2 separate regions of the Sus scrofa genome follow, and region 1 is linked to region 2. Evidence: chromatin contacts called from public Hi-C data. All regions are on one chromosome and are shown on one strand. Each heading gives the region's core, a stretch centred on a gene start, on an enhancer-like site or on the middle of the called end of the contact. The rest is flanking DNA. Distances are from core to core; before and after follow the strand shown. Region 1 holds the start of MKLN1 (muskelin). Region 2 overlaps MKLN1 (muskelin).

Region 1 (3,664 bases), core at 1,050-3,549, 90 kb before region 2:
AGCGTGAGACGCAAGGGGGAAAATGATGCGCATGTATATTTTGTAGAGCATATTCTTCTAGAATTTCCCCTTGACCATCACGAGAAACGATGGAGGCTTCGGAGACAGGTGCAGTGCTGGCTGAGGCTGCCGGCTAAAAGTTGTTCTCTCGGCAGTGGGCGGCGGGGTCCCCCGGCTGGGGCTGGGGACCCGGTCTCCCTTCCCCCCGGCGTCGCCCACTTCCCCCGGGCTGCTGCTGCGCGCGGCTCAGCTGCAGGAGAGGTGGCGTAGTTTCTCTTCCTCCCACCTCTTCTCACTCACTTGTTTTTGTAGCCGTGGGCTCCCCTAATGCTTTCCTCTCCACAATGTTGTTTCATTATATCATGTCCATCATGTGACACCAGAGAGGCCTCTCTATGGAAACTTAAAGGGCCTCCCACGTGACTGCAGCAGCAACAACAGCAGCGGCAGGACTGGCGGTGTCGGCGGCCGCAGCGTTCGTACCACCACCCACCAAGAGCCCCTCGAAGCATCCCGGAGAGGCTTCTGGCGCTGCAGAAGCCCAGATAAGGGAGCCATAGCATCCGGGAGCTGTGGCGTCTGTGCGTGCGTGTAGCCTTTGCTCATTACATAGGAAACCGAACAGAAGGAGCGTCCTTAAATCCTTTCCTACACTCACAAAACCCACGCTCTGTTAAAATGACATTTCGTGGCTCTTACTTTATTTTCCCCAAGAGCAATGAGTTTTTCTATCAGTTTTTCTATTAAATTTTACCAAGACAAAAAGAAAAACTGGATTTTCTCTCTGAGAGTTCAGCCAGTTCTTGGGTAGATCAGAAATGACAAAACAATAATAACAAAAATAGAATCAGGCATTTGATACGTAATTACCATCACACCAGCTTTAAAGCTTTTCTGGAATTAAATTCCTCTGGTAACCGTGTTGATGATGCTTGCAGGAGGCAAATGCAATGCAGTTCTTCTCTTCCACAGCTATATTAGGGCTTTGTTGCTGACAACAGTAAAAACTTGTTTGTGTCAGGAAGTGAGGTACGAAGATACGACCTGGAAGGTACAGACAAAACCATAGTGGCAGTTTTTGTGTTACTTTTCTGACCACATTCTTTCAAATGGTGAGAAGCAGCTGATCTGCTGTAACATGCGTATATGGGTTTGGTGGGAAATCAAATAATCAGAACAACACATTTTCCTCTAATCATAATGACCATGCTAGTAGACACTAGAAATTACATATGGATTTACATATGTGTGTGTAGAGAGAGAAAAGTGTATGCCTTTATATGATATTTTGACCAAAAACTTTGTCGTCATTTCTAGCATTTAACTGAAGCATGTAACAAACACTTTGACCCAACCAAGTCCAGTTATGTGTGGAGACTGTAACATCGTTTTGAGTGCCTTCCTGTTATTGAATCACAACCCCCAATCCCAAATCTCTGCCTGAAAGTTTGTGTGGACCCTGGGATTTTATCCTGGAAATGTAAGCCAAACAGCTCTTTCTATGTTTTAGTTCATGCTTTTCCATTTATAAGGACAATTCCCTGTTGGATTGGCAGAATAAAAAGAAACTTCACAGGAAACGGAAGAGTGAGATGGAAGAGCATCCTCTCTTTGGGCTTTGCCCTGACTCTTCCTACCTCATCAGTTTTCCTCATCAGCCATGATGCATGATCTCCACTACATTCCCTCTGATCCCTTAATGTGTCCCCCAATATTTCCCTCCCTATGGAATGCCTAATTCTTCCATCCCTTTCCCCTTTTCTGTTTTTGCCTCCCAATTCAGACCCGCACTGCCTGGATACTTAGTTCAGGCCTCCCCACATTCTGCCTCCCAGTCCTCCTTCCCCAGCAGGTCCCCTCCTCCCCTTCCCAGTTAGGTCTCCCTTCTCAGCAACTCTACCTCCTTACCTCTCTTTGACCTCCTTTATTCTCCTTCACAGTCTGGCCCTCGACTTCTCGGCCTCTTCTTGCCCTTCTTTCCCCGCAATGTCCTGCCTCTACAGGGGTCTCCTTCACACCCTTCTCTCAGGTCCCATCCCTTCTGACGCCGAACCCCAGCATTCCTCAAGGGCTTGGCCTGATAGGCTTTAGCCTGATTTTGTTCCTGTGGCCCTGGGCTGGGAAAAGAGTGTATGGTGCAAAGTGGGGGCAAGAATCCCCTTCGACGGTGGCCCCTGCCTGGTTCCCCCTCCGCCCCTCCCAAGTCCCGGTTGCGGCGCTTCCTGGGCGGATGGCTGGGACTTGCTGCAGCAGCTGCGGTTCTGCTGTGTCATGCAAGAAGGAGGCGGCGGCGGCCGGAGCAGGAGGGGGAGGAGGGGAGGAACCTGATCTCTCCGGTAGCGAAGGGCTGGAGGCAAACACCGAGTTCCCCCTGAGCCGCCCGGGAGCAGGGAGGGCTCCGCTACCCCGGGGGGCCCTCCCCGCGGGGCAGATGGTAAGTGGGGTGGCGCAGGTGGTCGCCTTGGGAAGGGAGCGCGCAAGGGGGGGTTAGGTGGGGAAACGGGGAGAACTAGAAATCACCCCAGCCAAACTGAAGGAGCCCAGTGTCCAGCTGAAAGGAACCCGGGCTGTAATAAGGATGACCAGCAGCAATAGTTACCATTCAAATAATACCCTGCAGTGGACCCAGGCTTCACGGAGTTGTGCATCCTGAACCAAGGACTGAGCTAGAGGCAATGAATGATTCAGGGTTTGAGAACCACCAGCCCATCAGCCCTGGCGCTTTAGGGTACAGCTGAGTAGCAAAAGTCAACATACACATATTCCTATAGCCTGGCTGAGCTTTATGGGTTGTCTTGTTTAAAACTAGGGAAGGGGATGGAAACCTGCCCAACCTCACTTTAGCCACGAAAATAATGGTCTTGGCCAGTGGCCTTGGACAAACAGCCTCTGGTGCAATTAAACAATCAATAGAAAAAATAGCTTCATTCTCTTTACCACTCTCCTTCCCCAAGCTTCTTCAACCAGAGTAATTGATTATACTTAAAGGAGAAAGAAAACTCTGCCTTGCGTTCCCTCCCACCCTGCCCTCTCTGGGCATCCACCCTACACAAACTGCCCGCCCCACCATTGACCCCCACTTTCAGACCATGAAGGGACTGCCTTAAACTCTGAACAATTTCACCTCTGCTGCCTTTTAGCCCTTTCCCGGGAGGGGAGTCAGAAACATGGAACTGAGAACAGTGACCACAGAGGCAGGCTGGAGGAACATTACCTCTTTACCTGAATGCAATTCTCAGGACAACTTTTTAAAAAATTATTATTCTTTTCCATTTTGCTCCTGGAAATTTCAAAGCACTTTCTGTAACATCATTTTTTTTTTTTTCTTCGTCAGTCATACATTAGCAGTAAGGGGTTGGCGGGATTAACTGAAAGGCTAATGACTGTCTCAAAAGCACATGCTGTTGCTAGGGAACTCAAGCTCATCCTGCTCTCTAATCACTAGCATGTTATGTGGAAATCAAACTTCTCAGGGTGTTATTAAAATGAATGGCATTTGGTTAAAGGCGTTCTCGCTTGTGTTGTAGCATCCTGGATTATTATCGATTGCCTCACACCCACATATCTTGTTTTCCTAATTTGATTTCTGAATGTGCGTCACTGCTAGGGACACACAGACTAGACCAGTCAGGTTCACTTCCTGTTTCTCAGAACCGGTTTATAT
Region 2 (3,660 bases), core at 851-3,350:
TATGTATAGTCCCCCAGGATTTCACTTGAAAATCTCATGTGTGATTGTACAAAATATCTCCTCGAAGGTATAACACCCTCTGGTAGGTACTGGGCATCCCTTTGAAATTTCTGTGCAGCTCTTGGGGTATCTAACAGGCATGTGTTCACAGGCTGTCTCCTGCAGAAGACCTCAGAATCAGACCTTCTCCCTCTCTAGGGATGAGGGTACAATAAAGCAATTTCTACTCATACAAACTTTAAGAAATACAGTTTCAGCTTATATTTAATAACAATAAAAAGTCACGCTATGTTTTATTCTTCTTATTAAGTGCCCCCCCCCATATACACACAAGCAAGAATATTACCTAGGATCTGTCTGCCCTCGGTCAGGGTGAGTTTGCACGGAGCCATCCCCACATTCTCCACCCAGGCCCTTGTGAACAGCATCATGAATTTTTTAGATGATTGGCTGGACCTGGGAGTGCAGTTCAGAGCTGTAGGAGAGATCTACAGCTGAGAGTAGCAAACTGGTCTGGAGAGAAGCCCACAACCTTGGCCTCTTTGCCCTGGGAGACCATGGTCATGGCCCTGAATATCTGCAAATCCTCTGACCTTCCCCACTGCCCTCTGGCTGTGCCCCAAATGGCTTTCCCTGCTAAGAGATGGGAGCAGAGAGAAAGTTTCACAAAAAGTTAGGATGAGCTTGGCTTTCAGCTGCTTACACGAACTCTGACTTATGTTGAGGGGCGGATCTTCTTGTCTCTGGCCTCTTTCATGACTCCTGCCGGCTTCCCTACTCATAATTTCCAAGGCCTCTGCCCATTCTCCATCTCCAGGATGCCTGTCCTGGATCTTTCCCCCACAGAGCCCTAGTGCTAATTTGGCTGGAATTGACAGAACACAAATTCCTCCTAAGAAATTAGGTGATTCCTTCTCAGGCAAGGGCTATCCTCTCAGTACTGCATTTGCATCTTAATAAGGGCATTCAAAACCAAAAAGTTAAGAAACTCAAAGGAGTGAATATCTAGGGGTAGAATTTCTGTCTCATTTACACCAAGAGATTGGTAGGAGATTGTAGACCTCCCCACATTTGTGTATGCATCTAAAACTGGCCCAGGAGTTGCCGTTGTAGCCCAGTGGAAACAAATCTGACTAGCATCCACAAGGACACAGGTTGGATCCCTGGCCTCGCTCAGTGGGTTAAGGATCCAGCCTTGCCATGAGCTTCAGTGTAGGTCACAGACACAGCTAGGATCCTGTGTTGCTGTGGCTGTGGCGTAGGCCAGCAGCTGCAGCTCAGATTAGATCCCTAGCCTGGGAATTGCCACATGCCACAGGCGTGGCCCTAAGGACAAAAAATAAATTTAAAAATAAATAAATAAAACTGGCCGTATTGTCAATGTCAGGTCCACAGACATTCTCAGATCCAGAGTAAAAACATTCACTTTGGTGCAACAGCTATTTCTCTCTGAGTTTATTTTTAGGACTCATCAAATCCTAAGACCCAGATCAGGACATGCTAATAAGCTCAGTTTACTGGCAACTATAGCAGGGTCCTTTGTCAAATGGGGTATTTCCTCTGACGTCACTGGACTACTCATCAGCTCCAAGGTGGGACTTTGCCAGGAAAACCTGAATCGAAGAGGAGGCTTGGCTTTCGGGGAAGAGGGCCTGTGTCCTGGCAGAGGGTGTGTCTGCTCCAGGCAGTCCTCTCAGGGTCGCTGACTCTCTGGGTTAAGGCACTTTGACCCAAGAGGGAAAAAAAAGGTGTAAAGAGCAGGGGCTACAGCAGTAAGCTCTTACAGGACGGGACTTGTGAACTGGTAGGATGGTGATGGCCTCAGCTCTACCCACCTCAGCTGGCAGAGGCCTAAGCTGTCTTCCCTGCCCACCCCTCCTGCTGTCTCCCCCCCACCCCCGTTTCTCCCCCTATTCTGAAGAACAGCTGCCTAGGTGACACTTTTTATTTCCAAAACCTTCTTTGTAGTTCTTCCTTGACTCCGTTCTCAAAATATTCCCTCTCTTCCTCCTTCAATGCCAGACTGTTGGCATCTGTCTCTCCGTCTTGTGCAGACTGCCATCTCTGGCTCACCACGGTTTTATAATTGCCTCTGGTTAAAGTTTAAATAGATGGGTTTCAGCCCAAGAGAAAAATGTAAACAAGACCTTTCTGCAGTCTTTCAGAACTGCTGACTTCCAGTGCTTTTGAATTCTGTGCTAGGAAATTCATTCAGCTCCTCCCTAACTGAGGAACTGAGAACCGCCACTGGGCTTTCAGAGACGGGAGAGGCACTTTGAAACCATTGAGAGGCTTTTAGATGATCTACTCTTTTCCTTTTAACTCAATTAAGCCATCAGGATCCAGTTCCCATTCTAGGCTGTTTGTCTGGTGTCCTGAGGTGATAGGAGAGTTAAGCAATCTTCACGAACTGGCTTCTGAAGAAAGGGAGGAAATGAAGGGAATTTTCATTTCTTTGCTGGAATTTTTTCTTTGTGGGGGAAGAAGGAGAGTTGTATTTGTTGCCCCAAGTCTTTTTGTTCATGAGGTAGTCTTATGCATGCATCAGGAGAATGGGACCATTCTTGGCCAATGCAGAAGAAAGAGGGCAGGGGGGGTTTGAGCCAGTGATCCAGGCATATATCCCTTCATTTGCTCTTTCCTCAGAGGTAAATAGGCTATTTTGTTGCATCTTTATCAAGACTATTGATTTTCTAAGTGTTTCTGCTTTATGTGCTTTGTGTACTTGTGATTTGGTGTCAGGATGGATTCAGTGATACTTTCGGATGTTTTAGTCAAGGATTGGTTGGATCCTTGACTTCTACTCAAAAACGTTTAATAACTCCTCATTTCAAGTTCAGGCTCCTATTCAAAGCCTTCCATGGTCTGGCTCCAACCTACTTTCACCCTCCACTATTCCAGTCGTACCCTGACCTCACTGAACTTTCTACCCTGCTCCCTGCTCCTTCCTTACTCTGCAATGTCCCAGTGCTGCAGAGCCCTCCCCAGCCTCCTCAAAGTGCCATCTTCCTCTGTTCCATGGAACATTCCGTGTCCTCCATGCACAACCAGAACCAACACTCCTTCCCGCAGTGCTCACGCAGCCCCTCATAGGAGGCCTTATTGCTCAGCCCATGTTGATCTGTCAGCTTCCTGCTCTAGCTACTCAGCTCTTAAGTGGAGGATGGTTTATTACATCCCCCACACTGCCCTGCCTCCTGCATGGCCCATTGTCAGTGCTCAACACATCATCAATTTTTCATAATCAATCTTTCACAATCAATCAATTTTTCAACCTTTCTGAAAACTTAATGTCAATATTTAAAAAATTGCTCTTGAGAGGAACCAACGGTAGTGAAGAAAGGATTCTGGAGTCAGACAGATTTGGGTTCTAATTTAAGCTCCGCTGAGTATTAGTACTAAGGTGGTGTCCCCATTTTTTATTTGTTCCAAGCCTCACTCGCTTTGAAAAAATGAAGACAGTAAGATCTCTTTTGTGAGGAGTTCCCGCTGTGGTGCAATGGGATTGGCGGTGTCTTGGGAGCCCTGGGACACAGGTTCCATCCCCTGCCCTGTGCGGTGGGTTAGGGATCCAGTGTTGCCCTAGGCGAGGCTTAGGTCGAAACTGTGGCTCCAATCTGCTCCCTGGCCCGGGAACTCCATATGCCATAGGGCAGCCGA

Evidence for each region. A called contact is a pair of places that touch in the nucleus more often than the background predicts.
Region 1: a Hi-C map of liver shows a contact between it and region 2, with 5 times the contacts expected there. The contact joins the promoter of MKLN1 here to the enhancer-like site in region 2. A contact is called at or near these places in 2 of 5 promoter capture datasets (both in liver), 11 of 47 Hi-C or Micro-C datasets (alveolar macrophages, blood, embryonic fibroblasts and 4 more) and 1 of 2 datasets of contacts at active chromatin or transcription factors (alveolar macrophages).

The regions. Positions count from the first base shown.
Region 1 is chr18:17,831,154-17,834,817 of Sscrofa11.1, reverse strand. MKLN1 (muskelin) reads left to right here and starts at 2,299. Exons shown (of 19, transcript XM_021078931.1): 1 at 2,299-2,434. It overlaps LOC106506781 (a long non-coding RNA gene), which reads right to left. Exons shown (of 12, transcript XR_002340361.1): 8 at 1-1,044.
Region 2 is chr18:17,741,046-17,744,705 of Sscrofa11.1, reverse strand. The region is part of intron 2 of MKLN1 (muskelin); the gene reads left to right. All of the region lies in intron 5 of LOC106506781 (a long non-coding RNA gene), which reads right to left. Among named protein-coding and RNA genes, the nearest start is that of MKLN1, 90 kb to the left of the region's middle. Within about 2 kb of position 2,100, at least 20 of the 83 cell types and tissues checked have an H3K27ac peak or open chromatin away from gene starts, as enhancers often do. A contact at or near this core is called in liver, where this site is marked.